Linked DNA regions of Mus musculus: region 2 is linked to region 1. The links are chromatin contacts, called in public promoter capture Hi-C maps. All regions are on one chromosome and are shown on one strand. Each heading gives the region's core, a stretch centred on a gene start, on an enhancer-like site or on the middle of the called end of the contact. The rest is flanking DNA. Distances are from core to core; before and after follow the strand shown.

What was found. Promoter capture Hi-C pulls out the DNA fragments that hold promoters and counts their contacts.
Region 2: a contact with region 1 is called in a promoter capture Hi-C map of pre-B cells, with 2.6 times the contacts expected there. The contact joins the promoter of Myom3 here to the promoter of Trnp1 in region 1.

What each region holds. Positions count from the first base shown.
Region 1 is chr4:133,493,371-133,500,950 of GRCm38.p6, reverse strand. Trnp1 (TMF1-regulated nuclear protein 1) reads left to right here and starts at 2,401. Exons shown (of 2, transcript NM_001081156.2): 1 at 2,401-3,323. The coding sequence starts at 2,494. The coding sequence ends at 3,165.
Region 2 is chr4:135,755,445-135,762,852 of GRCm38.p6, reverse strand. It overlaps Myom3 (myomesin family, member 3), which reads right to left and starts at 3,138. Exons shown (of 37, transcript NM_001085509.2): 1 at 3,047-3,138; 2 at 173-351. The coding sequence starts at 333. It also overlaps the pseudogene Gm12988.

The DNA of each region.
Region 1 (7,580 bases), core at 1,152-3,651:
CTAAGATTACATAGTAATATCCTGTCTTAAAAATGTTTATAAGTTGTTATTTTTTTATAATTGTGGAATGTCTGTTTATGAGTGTGTGTGTATGTGCCTGTATGTTTGTGTGATGTGTGTGTGTATATCTGAGTAGTGTTGGTGTGCATGTGTTGTGTGTGTATGTGTGTGAGTGGTGGTGGTGGTGTGTGTGGTGTGTGTGTGTGTATGTTTGTGTGTTGTGTGTATGAGTGGTGTTGGTGTGTGTGGGTGTGTATGTGAGTGGTGTGTGTATGTATATGTGTGAGTGGTGTTGGTGTGTGTGTTGTGTGTGTGTGTGAGAGTGGTGAGTGTCTCACAGGGAGCTTTCAGGAGTTGGCTCTCTTTCCCCCATGAATTCTGAGGACGGAAATCACATTGTCAGGCTTGTGCGGCTTGTACTTTAGCTGACAAGCCATCTGGCCGACTCTGCTCTTCATCTTTTTGAGATAGGGTCTCTTACTACAGGTTAGACTGGCCTGGGACTCAGTCCGTGGCCCAGACTGGCCTCTGACCCACAGCCTTCTGATTGCCTAATCCTCCTGAAGACTGGGATATCAGCTGTGAGCCACTTCACGCAGCTCAATCAGGTGAGTTTGAGGGCCATTAGTTTCCTATTGAGAAGAAAAGCCTGCTGTCCCTACGTCTAAGGGATGAGAACACAGTGCATTCAGTGAACACTTATTTAGTTATTTGGATTCTGACACAGATCTCATGTAGCCCAGGCTAGCCCGGTGCTTGCTTTCCTGTCTTCTTGTCTGCCTTTCATGTGCTGGACGACAGGCATAGCTGCTTTGTTGTTTCTGGTTTTATCTGGTGCTGGGGATTGAACCCAGCTTTACTGAGGCACACTACCAGCCCCTCCTCGTAAATATGCTTTCATCATCTTTGCCCTCTTAGAGAGACCAATATCCAAGGTCTCTGGAAGGATTTGCAATCCAGATCTGACAGGTTCCCTGGAACTAACCAATGGTGGGGTTTCCCCACATACATACCTCCCTTTTTTCTTCTTCCTTTCTTTTTTTCCTTTTCCTTTTCTCTCAAGACAGGGTTTCTCTGTGTAGCCCTGGCTGTCCTTCTTCTCTGGGATCTACTCCTGTTCACTGAACACCCCTTTACTACCGTGAGTCCTCCCGTCCCGCTTCTCTGAATCTAACTCCCTTCACCCTCCTTCCCTTGCTCTGGGAGCTGCTTCTGTGGAGATTTGCTGTCAGAGTTCCTGTCACTTAAAAGGCACCTGTAAGCACTTAGAGTTGGGTGGACCCGTGGGTCGGAGGGACTGGGGCTTTCCTCCCCCCACTAGTCAGATTCCTCTTCATATATTTTGACCCTCAGGGCTGGCCACACCTTTGGCAGATCCTTTGAAACCCGAGGACCTGCTGCAGTCCTTCCCAATGGGGTTCAGAGCTTCCTTCCTGCCCTGGGGACCTTGCCCTCTCCTACCGTGAACCCCTCCAATCTCTGATGGCGCTTTCAAATAGATACAATCAGAGGTAAAACCCTTGGTGTCTGGGCCAGTACTTGGAAGGGGAACAGAAGGGCTATTTGTGCCGTGGGGAAAGTGGGCAGAGCTAGGATGGTTAAAATTCGAGATGTGGAGTCGTGCTTGGGAATTGGAGGAATCCACGTATCTCAAGGGCTCTGATGAATGGTTGAGTTTGTTCGTTCATTTCCGTCCAGACTCAGCCACTGTCCTACAATTTGACATTGAGCAGGGCATCGCGGCTTCTTCTGAGTTTCTTTCCCCCTCCATTTGAAAGATACCAGGACGTGTCTTGTGGGCTAGCAGGTGCACACGCAGGCAGAGTTGGAGCTGGAAAATAATTTTGCACACCTTGGGGTTTTCTAAGGGCCCCACGAAGGTTGGCGGACCAGGAGCAGCGGCTCTGGTGTTTGTTTTGCAAGCTAAGTGCCTTCCTGGTATGCGAGTAATCCAGTCATATGCCCATCTTCCAGTGGACACCAGTCGTCTCTCTGCCTTAACCACCCCATAAGCCCAGAGAGATGGGCGGGAAGGGCATCCTAGGAGACCCGGAGCGCTAAGTTCTAGGCTAGGCTCTCACTGTCACGCGGGCCCGGCAGAGGAGCAGAGGTGACGCCCAGCCATTCTGGGTAGAGACTGAAATGTATGACTTTTAAACATTACCATCGAATTTTTCTGAGGTGATTCCAGGCGAGGAAAGTGACCGTCACTTATCTACCCCAAATTTGGGATGATGCCCAAACGGAGCCAATCTGGGAGAAAGACAGGGAACTTGAAACACTTGGGGATACGCTCCTTGGCGGGAGGCAGGGCAGATTCAGGCACAAAAGTCTCGGATTGGCTGTGCTGCCATCGCTCCGCCCCATGTGCTATAAGATGCTGGGCGGCGCGTGCGGCCTGGGTGTGGGCTCTGCGGCCGCCTCTCACTAGTCTCGTGCCCAGCATCTCTCCTCCCCACGCACCGACAACCCTGGGCCGCCGCGGGGCGGGGGATGCCGGGCTGCCGAATCAGCGCCTGCGGCCCAGGGGCCCAGGAAGGGACGGCAGAACCGGGGTCGCCCCCGCCGCCACCCCGGGAGCCCCTGCCGTCCCTCCAGCCCCCTTCCCCATCGCCGACCTCGACTCCGACCCCCACTAAGTCACCGCCCTTACCCGAGGCGGCCGAGACACCCGTGGAAGGGCAGGAGCTGCAGCGCTGGCGCCAGGGTGCTAGTGGGGGGTCTGGGGGCGCGGGCCCGGCGGGGATCGCGGGCGCGGCGGCGGGGGCAGGGGGCCGTGCGCTGGAGCTGGCCGAAGCGCGGCGGCGACTGCTAGAAGTGGAGGGCCGCCGGCGCCTGGTGTCGGAGCTGGAGAGCCGGGTGCTGCAGCTGCACCGAGTCTTCTTGGCTGCGGAGCTGCGCCTGGCGCATCGCGCCGAGAGCCTGAGCCGCCTGAGCGGCGGCGTGGCCCAGGCCGAGCTCTACCTGGCTGCGCACGGGTCCCGTCTCAAGAAGGGTGCGCGCCGCGGTCGCCGGGGTCGTCCCCCGGCGCTGCTGGCGTCCGCGCTCGGCCTGGGGAGCTGCGTGCCCTGGGGCGCAGGGCGGCTACGGCGCGGCCAGGGCCCGGAGCCCGACTCGCCCTTCCGCCGCAGCCCGCCCCGCGGCCCCGCCTCCCCCCAGCGCTGACCTCAGTACCCCGGACCCCTGGCTTCCCGAGGCAGGCGAGTCTCCAGGTGCGGGAGGACAGACGGACGGACGGATCCAGGTGCTGGCCAGATGGACGGCGTCATCTACGCGGAGGAGTCAGCTGGGGGTCCATGGGGGGCCCTGAAAGTGACACTAAGGTGCGGTGTTGTTGACTGGTGTTATTTTGGATACAGCGTGTGTCTGTGTTGAGGAGTGTAGGATCCGGGATCTTCCATGTCTGGGCGGGCATCTGTGGAGCCCTGATAGAGCTGTCCTTTTTTTCGTGGCTGGTTAGATGACAGTGCCAAGTCCCCTTATAGAGATGAACTAGTGGAAGGTGTTCGGCTTCCGGAGGGATTTGGTGGCAAACTTTAACAAGCTGGAGCTTGCTGCAATATTGCAACATCTGCTCCCTCACCTGTGCTAGTGTGGTCTCTCCTGGGTCCCCTGGGACTGTAAAAACCCTGCCCTCAAAGTTGCTGGCTTCTACACAGCCCAGCTCCATCCCTTGCAAGGAGAAGAAGAAGAAAGTCCCAGGATGGAGGAGGGCTGGCTCAGGGCTGTATGACTGGATTCTCCTCTGAGTCTGTGACTCCCATTGGAGGAGACAGATACCCGGAGAGGTTGAAGGTTTGTCCCCATCATACTTAGGTCTCTCTGCTTCTAGGTCCCAGCGTTTCCCATACTCCTAATGATTTTGGTATCTGCTTACAGCCCGATGGGGATATTCAGGATGAGTTGTTTGTCACCTGCTCAGCTAGCAGCCCTCCCCAAGGCATCTCTAAGATAGCTCTGCCAGGGATGGAGCCAGGTGACACTCTTTAACAGCCCCAAGGGAGCAGGCATGGCATCAGCTTCCAGAAAGGGGGGCCTTAAAGGGCCAGACTGAAAATGCCACCTGACTGGATGCCCTTCGGGTCCCTATTCCCCTGTCCCCACTCAGCTGTGAGGGACCTGGCTGCAGAGAGTGTGTATAACCACCTCTGAGGAGTTGCTGTGGGGAAGCTGAAACAGGGCCTTGAATTCTTTTTCCCACTGTAAGGCATGGTTGGCTATTTTACTCATTTAAGTCACACCTAGGGACGGACCGGCTCAGCCTCTGCTTATTTAAAATCCTTGTTTTACAAACTGGAAAAGGGATTTCTCAAGGTCACATGAAAGAGAGAGAGAGGAAGAGAGAGAGAGAGAGGGTGTGGGGAGGAGATGAGGTAAAGGAGAGGGGAGGGGAGCCTGGTCCTAGGCTTGTGTGTATCCTTTACATTCTGTTCCAGTAGTTAGGGAGAGCAGACCTCTGGACCCTGTCTACAGTGACCTAGGACAATGCTGTCCCCTCTCTGGCTGGACCCTGTCTACAGTGACCTAGGACAATGCTGTCCCCTCTCTGGCTGGACCCTGTCCACAGTGACCTAGAGCAATGCTGTCCCCTCTCTAGATCAGTTTCTTCACATCTCTGAATATTGTTGTCCCTCCTGTCAGGCTTGAGAAGGGAGAGGAGGAAGAGAAGGATGTCAGAGTCACACGGATGCTGTCATCCTGTGAGTGAGGTGTATTGTTGTGACAGGCAGGGGTCCTCAGATGAACCTGTCCCCCCATCAGACCTTCCCCTGCACAGGTAGCATACTGCTGGGATCTCGGAAGACCTTCCTAAAGCCTTCTTACCTGGAAATCTCAGAACTTCTGAGAAAGCCATAGCCCAGGGGTAGAGTGGGGACTCTGGCTTAAACTGTCCTTCCCAGAGAAGGATTTATTGAAGTTTCCAGGTTATTTTGGAGTTCTGAGGGCCAGAGAACACAGGACTTCCTAGAGATGACAGCTGGAGCTCTGGCTGCAGTAAGCTGGGCCGCCGCCAGGACCACGGGTTTCTGGTTTGCAGGGCTGAAGCCCTTGATCCGAAGGAGCTTTTTAGCTAATGGCATAGAGTGCTTTCTGTCACCACCGTCAGGACTTTCTCTGGGGTTTATTGTAATCAGCTTTGACCTGATTCAGAAGTGGCGTGGGTGGACACATGAAGAGTTAGAGATGATACCTGCTGGAGACGGGTGGGTGGGTAGGTGGGGGGTACAGGCAGTTCTGGCCCCTCCCTCCTCTTCAAGAAGCCAGGCTGTTCCCTCGACAAAAAAAAAAAAAAAAAAAAAAAAAAGTCTGTGCCAGGGCACACAGCTCAATGACTTGAATCTCAGGCCATCAACCTTCTCAACCAATGAAAAGTCAAAAGTCCTCCTAGGATCCTGTGTAGCATTCCTGGGCCTGTTCCATTCTCTCCTAACTAACAGACACCGATCACCACTTACTCCAGGGGTTTCGGGAGGTAGCATACAGCAGAGGGTCTTTGCTTCTAAGGCTTGCCTTCCAGTTCTCTTCCAGGTAGCTCCCTGGGTGTCACCATCCCAGGAGACCTAATGGGGGCTCAGGTTATTTTAATTTTAATTTTTTGAGACAGGCTTGCCTTAACCTCCATAGAGAGCTGGGAATAACCTTGAACCTTTTAAAAAACATTAATTATTTATGAATGTATGCATACAGGAGTGTGTGTATTGGGGTGGGGCAGGCATTTGCCACAGTGATGTGTTGAGATCAGAGGAAAACTTACAGGAAGGAGTACATTCTCTTTTCTACCAAGGGAGTCCCAAATTGAGCTCACGTGGTCAGGCCTGGTGGCAGGCACCTTCACCTGAACTACCTGTCTGGTCCCAACAGGGAACTGTGTTCTCTTGCCACTACCTCCAAAGTGATGGGGTTTCAGATGCGCACCCCCACCATACTGTGCTAATGTTGGACCCAGGGTCTGGTGCATGCGGGGCAAGCACTCTAGCAATTGAACCACATCCCAGCCTCTGGAAATTATGTTGTAGCACTTGGCTAATATTACTCTAGCCCTGAGCAGAAAGCAGTCTTCCCACGTGACTTCTTGAACTTAAAAAACAAAACAAAACAAAACAAAACAGGGACTCACTGTGTAGCTCTGGCTGAAAACTTTCTTGATGGCCCCTAGCCTGCAGATGGGGCAAGGTCAGGGACCCTTGGGATCTGTGCATTGAGGACACTATGTCAACCAGTGAATCGGGTTAAGAGATAGGAGACGACCAAGCCCTTTTGCTCTCTTTGGCTGGGCCCAGCAGCTTGGTTGTGCCACCAGAGGGCAGTGTGGAGCTGCTTCGTGAGAGTTGGGGGCGGGACCTGGGACGCTTTTAGTTCCTGGTGACCCGGTCCTCAGTCATTCTTGTTTGTGGTTCTGGGGCTTTCAATGGCTTTGGAATATGAGAGTCTGCAGAATAACCGGGAGGTGGTGGCGCAGGCCTTTAATCCCGGCACTCGAGAGGCAGCGGCGGCAAAGGCAGGTGGATCTTGAGGCCAGCTGAGTCTACAGAATGAGTTTCAGGATAACCAGGGCTACATAGAGAAATGTCGGAAAACCAAACCAAACCAACCAACCAACCAACCAACCAAACAAACAAGTCGGCAGAAGAAGCGGTGGCGGTGGTTTCCCCGGCCCATTAATAAAGGCGTGATTTCAGTGCCGGCTTTCAGCTTGGCTGGGCTGGGCTGGGATCCTGAACTGTATCCATTATCCCTGGGTGCGAAACTCTAGGAGAGGCGCCGGAGAGAGCCTAGTAGGAAAGACTTGCTTGAACTGGGCTTCCACCGAGAGCCAGTTCTGCATTCACAGATTTGTTCCACTGACGACAGCAACGGGTCCTGCCACCACCTAACGACCAAGGTGGCCTCCTAGAGATTAGGCTGAAGTGACTGGTCCAGGCTAAGGTGTTCCAGACCTTCAGTGGGCAGAGTCCTGGGTGTACTGGCGTCTCAGCAGCAGAGGAGACTCCAGGTGGGGGGTGGCGGAGGCGGGGGGGGGGGGGGGGGGGGGAGGAAGTACTTAGGATAGCTGGGAAATCCCCAGCCCAGTTCTTCCATTATTCTCCGACTACACCCTGGCAAGTCGAAAGCCCTTAGTTCTGAGTTCTAGATTAACTATTTCCCTTACAGCAGGCACCATGCTAGGTAGTCTACATCCATTTTCCATTCACATTCTTTCTAATCCCCTTCAAGTCTGCTGAGGTGGGTACATGGCTTCCTTAAAGGTGTAGAACCTGTAATTCTATAACTGTAGTTCAGTGGGCTAATGACAGTACTATTTGGGGGGATTGCTTTAAAGGAATCAGGTCCTGGGAAGGGAAGTATGAAATGCTGGGGGTGGGTGGGTGGCAAAGTGTGTCTTGTGTCGGCCCCCCTTCCCCAGAACTGGACACACCCTTGCCAGTTTGTCTGGGTTCTGGTGTTGAGTCAAGCTGATTCAGCATACCTGGCTTATGGCTAGGGTGGGCCAAAGGTGTTTAGGGCTGCATGTGGGGCTGAGGCTTGCCTCTGGCTGTCTCCCCTCCCTGAAGACCTGGACAGGAATGTTTGCTGCCAAG
Region 2 (7,408 bases), core at 1,889-4,388, 2.3 Mb before region 1:
CTGCTCCGTGTCACTTTTATTCAGGTGGGGGTCTGGGGTATCTCAGAAGGTGAGCCTGTGCTACCCATCTAAGATGAGAGTCTCTGAACAGCTGGGCTATGCGTCCTCTTCCAACTGGATCCTGGGGCGGAGCCACGGCGGGGGAGGGGCCATAGGGCCAGGACACGCCCACCTGCTGCGGTAGGTCCGCCTCTGCACGGAAGAACCCATCTGCAGGCTGTGCTGCCGCTCCTCTTTCTGCTCCTCCTCCTGCCTGTGTTCCAGCCTGTGGACCTGCACGGTCTGGGAGGCTTGGGGCTCCCCGGCACTCCCAGGGCTGTGGGGCAGAGTCATGGCTGCGAGCGCAATAACCTGTGAAAGCCAAAGTTTACGGTCTGTCGTCCTACCAAGCATCTGCAACTTCCCTTCCCAAGTGCTCTGAGTGTGCAGGAGCGTTTTTTTTTTTCTTTCTTTCTCTAGAGCAGTGGTTCCAACCTTCTTAAAGCTGAAGCCCTTTAGTACAGTTTCTCATGTTGTGATGACCCCCCCCACCATAAAATTATTTCACGATAACTCTAATTTTGCTGTTATGAATTATAATGTAAATATCTGAGATGCAGGATAGATATCTGACCCCCAAATGGGTTGAGAACCACGGCTCTATAGGAGCATAGGGATTGAGGCCTGAGAAGGTGAGGGACCACGGTGACAAAGGCAGAGTCTGGCTTCTCTACTGTTTCTCGTGCCTTGGCAGTGGGTAAGCAGAGACCCATCGGGGAGCAGAGAGAGCCCTGGCTCCCAGCTGCGGACCTGCTCCATTCATCCCCTTCTCCAGGGCTTGGCTTTGCAGAGGATGACAGACTGCACGCTGCTGTCCCAGGCTGGGTCTAATCTCGGAGTGAGCAGATGTCCCCTCTCTCTCTCTGTCTAGTCCTACCCATGAGCCTTTGCTGGGTTCATCACCCCAGCCGTTCCTCCAAGCCTAGCCTGAGCGCCATGTTGATTCACGATATGGGGACTGTGAATCTGTGACCCAGTGCAATCCTGTGACCCTAGTTTCTCATTCCTGCTTCTAAGTGTGCGACCTTGGACTTTATAACTTGGCTTCTTCATCCGTAAAATGTGTCCACCACACTCCTGGGATGGGCGACCAAAAGGTTAACTGAGAGCCTGGAGAAATGAGTCCCATCTAAGTGTCAGACACTCCCACCAACTTCCTCCGAAGCCTTGTAAAAACACAAGAGGCCAAGAACTTTCTCTTTGTTAGTCCTTTTGGTATTTTAAATCAGTACCTTATAATTTGATTCTCATTTAGAAAGTGCCTCCTCTTCCTGCTTAGTCCCTACCTGTATGGAGGCTGTATTTGACTCACTGGTGGTGGGGCTTAGCTGCTGAGTGTCAGCTGTAAGGTTTGGTTTTCTGTGCTGCCCCCAGCTGTGACCATCAGGGAGGTCAGTGGCTTGCAGTAAGTAATCAGTGGCCATTAAGGGCTTCTCCCAAAGGTCCCTTGGCTCCCGACAAGCATCTCAGCAGAGCCAAAGGACAGTTGCCCACTTAGGCTTGGCTCTGACTCCTCCTGGCTAAATAGCATCTCTGCACGCAGAGACCTAGCCAAGCCCGCTCATGCTACGCTCCTTCCTTGGTCTACACGTTTGACCTGGGGAGCAAGGCTCGGGCCAACAAAGAGGGTTCCTGTGCTCTGACGTCAGCACTGGCCCTCTCTCTGATACTCTGCCCTAATGAGGACAGTGGCCCACTGGCATTTGGCCTCTGGACCCCCTCCTCTGCGGTGAGCCATGGATGCTTTTTAAAGCACTGACTAAAGTGTGGGATTAAGCAGACAGGTTTGTGGCCTCCACTGCCCTTCCCCATGGGATGAGAAGCCGCACTGGCTGAGCGGGGAGTGGATGCACCCTGCCCAGTGGGTCGGCACAGGCTGGGACAGGCACGGCTCCCCAGCTCCGCCAAGGCTGTAATGGGCTGGCTCTGGTTAGTGGAGGCTCTTCCTTCCCCAGCAGAGCCCGGGGGGCCTCATCCCCTGTATGGGATGAACCTGGCAACCCCAGGGTTTGGGACTGCAGGGTCTATGCTTTTTCTCTGCCCGTGGGGTTGAACAACCAGCACTCAGCCCACACACTCCCTCCCTACTGGACCTGCCGGACCTGCCAGCTCGGGCTCCCTGATGGGCTGCCGCTCCATACAGCAAAGACTCGAGTTCCAAGGAGGTCCTCAAGGGCCTTTTCTTTTCTTTATGTTTAGCTTTAATGTCAAGGAGGGCTCACATCAGAAGACCCAGGGCTACACAGAACAGTGAAATGAAGCATGGAGTTCTTGGATACCCCGTTTTCACTTGGGGTGCTACCAAGCTCAAATCTCCCTAACAAACCCCTTTCCCAACATACTTACATATATACACTACAAACAAACAAACACACATACAGATACACACATACTCGACAGGATACGAAAACACACACAGACACACACATACCCTATAGTAGACACACAAATATTCTACGACACACACAGACACCCTACAACACACACATAGGCACATACCCTATAACACACACACATATCCTACAACACACACAGATAGACACATACCCTACAACACACACACATATCCTATAACACACACAGATAGACACATACCCTATAATATACATACCCTATAGCACAACACAGTCACATACCCTATAACACAGACACATACCCTACAACACACACACACACACGCCCTATAACACACACATAAACATTATAAATGCACATATCAAACACACATACACACATACCCCACACACTATACTATAGATACACACACCATAGTCACACAAATACTACCCCCATCATACAATAGACACACAAGAACATCATTGACTTTACATAGGCCTATGCACAGACCACCCCCACATCATCTACACATACACAAACCCGTACATCACAGACACACATACACTAGAGTTATGTACACTACACATGCACCATATATACCACCCCCATAGGTCATTCACTGTGGAAAGCTGGGGTGTCCCTCAGCCCCTGCACCCTACATGTGACTCACAGAAACAGCAGTGTCCACTGGGCAGTCTCTAGGACAGTAAGAGGCTCTCTGCTCTCTTCTTGTCCTCGGCTCAGTGAGGACGGGGGAAGAATGTGATCTGAGAGCCTTGTAACCGTCTTAAATATAGCAGCGCTGAGACAGTGCGGTGACAATGGATGGGAGCTGTGGTGAGGGTGGAGGCAGAGGGGAGGGCTGTCTCTTCCTGCCAGCACTGCTGGGCAGCAGCAACAGGTGGGGTGGCCCCCACCCCCTGCTGCTCCTCCCCCACCTCTGGCTTTTCCACCCCACCCTGCCTGGAGTAAGAGCCATGCCTCGGGCTCCAGTCTGGCTTGGGGAAAGTGGACACGTGTGTTCTCTGCTATAGAAGTCGGATCACAACTGTCCTTCCCGTTGTGGGGCACCCAGAGAAAGGTCTTCAGCTTCTCTGATCTGAATTCCCTCCTGAGAGACAGGGAACATGTCAGGGTACCTAGCTTCTTGCGGATAGTACAGAGTGTGACCTAACCATGAGAACTTTGATTCTTTTGGCTAAGGTGATGTGTGGCTTCTTCCTCTCTATTTCCCCAGCAGTTAAGGGCGCTGCTCCTGGTCAGCCCATGGTTGTGTGCGGTGGGTAAGGCAGGGCTAGGACAGGAGCTAGGGAGCCCTGAGGAGGGGACATGGCCCTCCAGAGCATGTGCAGGTCTGGGAAGGCTGTCCCAGCTCAGGTCAGAGAGCATGGTTTCACTCCCAGCCTCTTCCTCAAACCACAGGCACCAAGGTCAACCTGCCAGCTGCTCTTCCTGCAGCTTCGGAGGCTACTCCCTGGGGAGAGTGAGTGAGCGGGCACTGAGCTCTTCAGTCCTAGTCTTAATCTCCTGCCTTACTTGAAAAGCCATTTCTAAGCTTCCCTGATTCACCTCTTCCCCAGGCCAGTGTCATAGCAACTCCGGGGAGGATGTTGGCGGGTTCGCTCCCCCACCCTTTTGGTCTTCCTTCCTTCCTTCCTTCCTTCCTTCCTTCCTTCCTTCCTTCCTTCCTTCCTTCCTCTTTCTTTCTTTCTTTCTTTCTTTCTTTCTTTCTTTCTTTCTTTCTTTCTTCCTTCCTTCCTTCCTTCCTTCCTTCCTTCCTCTCTCTCTCTCTCTCTCTCTCTCTCTCTCTCTCTCTCTCTTTCTTTCTTTCTTTCTAGGAAACTTTATGTATATGAGTGTTTTACTTGTGGGCATGGTCTGTGCACTACCGCATGCACGCCTAGAGACCAGAAGGGGGCATCAGATCCCTGGGGTTGTGAGCCAGGTACCCTGACACGCTGTCTCTCAGGAAGGAATTCAGATCAGAGAAGCTGAAAACTTCCCCAGGGTAACTGGAAGGACAGTTGCAAACAAACTCTATAATTGGGAACACTTGTGCCCACTTTCCTCAAACCAGGCTGGAGCCCTAGGCAGTTCCTGGAGGCAGGGACTGGGGTGGATGGGGAAGGAGCAGTAGGAGGCGGGGCATTCCCCCCAGGTGAGTAGCTGGGAACTTATCCAGGGTCCTTTGGAGGAGCAGCCAGCTTTCTAACACTGGAACATCTCTCCAGCTCTCATTCCTATTTCGGGGGTTGTTATTTTGAGACAAGGTTTTGTTATGTAGCCCAGGCTAACTTGCAACTGACAATCTTCCTGCCTCAGTCTTGAATGCCATGATTTCAAGCATATACTCCCCTGCCATCCCCACTTCCTATTATCCCTGTCTAGAAAGAGTTTCTCTGGACTCAGACAATTGCTGTGATGGTTAAGTGTGATATGCCAGAGCTGGAGAGGTGGCTTAGTGGTTAAGAACACTGTCTGCTCTTTCAGAGGTCCTGAGTTCAAATCCCAGCAACTACATGGTGGCTCACAACCATCTGTAATGAGATCTGATGCTCTCTTCTGGTGTGTCTGAAGACACAACAGTGTACTTATATATAATGAATAAATAAATCTTTTTTTAAAAAAAAGTGTGATATGCCTTTGTGAAGCAGAACATAGGCCCTGGTTGTCCCTGACCTCTGAGGCAGACGGAAGGAACTCAGGCATGTGCCAGACTTGGGAGGCATCTCAGATTCTGTTCAGGATCCCATTCATCCCTGGATTTATAACTTAAGCAAGCCACCATGTTCTGGTTTATCTACACTCCAGGGGACAGTAATGACTGTCTCTCAGTCTTCTGGCAGAGCATGGAGCTGCAGATCTGTAATCCCAGCATCCAGGAGACTGAGGCAGATGGATCCAGGCATCCAGACCCAGCCTGGGCTACACACTGAGACCTTGTCTCCAACTGGATTGTCTGAAAGGAAGGGTCCCAGGAGGGTCCACAGCCTCCCCAACACCAGACATACTGTAGACAGTTGATAGACCAGGGCTCCTCTAGTCACTTAACTCTGGGGATACTGAAGAGCTCGCTTCGCCCCATCCATCTGGGCTTGCAGTCCATTCTCCTATACCCCTCAGCTGATCATGCATGGTGATGCATGGGTCCTTTGTAAGTATGGTCAAACCTCACTCAGGAAGCTGAGCAGACATAAGATGACTGAAGTCACATAACTCTTTGCTTAGATGCCAGGCATAGGCACCTCTATTCATGAACGAGGAATTTGCTCTCCTTTCTTTATTATTACTATTATTATTATTATTATTTTAAATTGAGACAAGTCTCACTATATAGCTGAGGCTGGCCTTGAACTCATAATCCTCAGTACCTTGAGTGATGGGATTATAAGTGTGTGACATCATGCTCAGCCTTCAGCCTCCTTCCTGAGCCTCAGTTTCTTTAACTGGAGAACGTTTTAGATAGGAGGGATGTTGTGTTGTCTTGTTCTCTCTGTCCCTACCCCAAAGGAAGTAATTCCTGGAAGACAGCTCTGTCCTCAACTTGACTTTAAAAATGAATGGGAAGCCAGGTGTGGTAGTGTATGCCAATATTCATACCACTTGGTAGGTCAAGGCAGGAGGACCAGGAGTTCAAGTGTACCCTAGACTATGTACCAAGTTTGAGGTCAACCTGTGCTACATAAGACTCTGTCTCAAAGTGGCCTTGTTCTCGATACTTCTGTGCGATTATGAACTCTGTCCGTCAGCCTCGGGGCCTGTGGTCTTGAGACCAAGTGCCATGCCTACGACAAAGTTGCAGAGTTCTGATGGAGAGATATTTGAAGTTGCTGTAGAAACTGCCAAACAATCTGTGACCGTCAAGGCCGTGCCGGAAGAGTTGGGAATGGATGATGATCCTGTTCCTTTACCAAATGTTAATGCAGCAATTCTGAAAGAGGTCATTCAGTGGTGCTCCCACCACAAAGAGGACCCTCCTCCCCTGAGGATGATGAAAACAAAGAAAACGGACAGATGATATTCCTGTTTGGGACCAAGAATTCCTGAAAGTTGACCAAGGAATACTTTTTGAACTTATTCTGGCTGCAAACTACTTAGACATCAAAGGTTTGCTTGATGTCACATGCAAGACTGTGGCCATTAAGATTAAGGGGGAAACTCCTGAGGAGATTCGTAAAACCTTCAATATCAAAAATGACTTTACTGAAGAGGAGGAGGCCCAGGTACGCAAAGAGAACCAATGATGTGGCGAGAAGTGAACTGCTGTGCCTGTTACCATAACACTAGAAGGGTTGTTCCAAGTGCCAGTTGCACTGCTCTGTTTACAATTGTTAATATTAGAGATCAGTAGATAAACATCGCCTTGTCTTCACTGCGTGTGTAGTTCCAGTGAAGATCAGACCTGTGGTGAGTTTCTTCTATGAACAGAAGTTTCCTCCCCGCCACCCCCATTGCTCTGAATAAAACTGAACTATGGGTTCACTGCGGAAAGTGGCATTTTGGGCTTTCCCTCTTTCTGTAAAGTGATTCCTGCCTCTAGTTCATCGTCCAGTTGACTTCAGTGAGCCTTTCAAAGTTGGCACTGTAAATAAAACAACTTAGGGAAAGTATGCTGAAATAGAATTAACAAACCATGTTGTTTGTTCATGAATTGGAAGCTGCAACAGGACAGCTTGAAGTTAACCTTGTGGGGGTCTCCCGACCTCTATGCTGCTGAAAGCTTGTGTGCAGTGGGGCCTCTCTTATTGGACCTGAGGCCTTGTTTTGTCTTTTTTTTTTTAAATTTTTAATCTTCTCAGCTTTGAATATGTTGCCTAGAGATTTAGTTTACTACCCACTTTGTGGTTTTGGAGTGGGGACTATAACTCAATAATTTGTTAGTTTTTTTAAAAAAAGGACTCTGTCTCAAAATAAATAAATTAATCAAAATGAGTGGGTAAATACTGTCTCAATCTATTTGGCCTGGTATATTTATAAAGGATAACATTTGTTACCCTTCTGAAGGCACAAAAGTCCAAGGTCAAGTCTCACT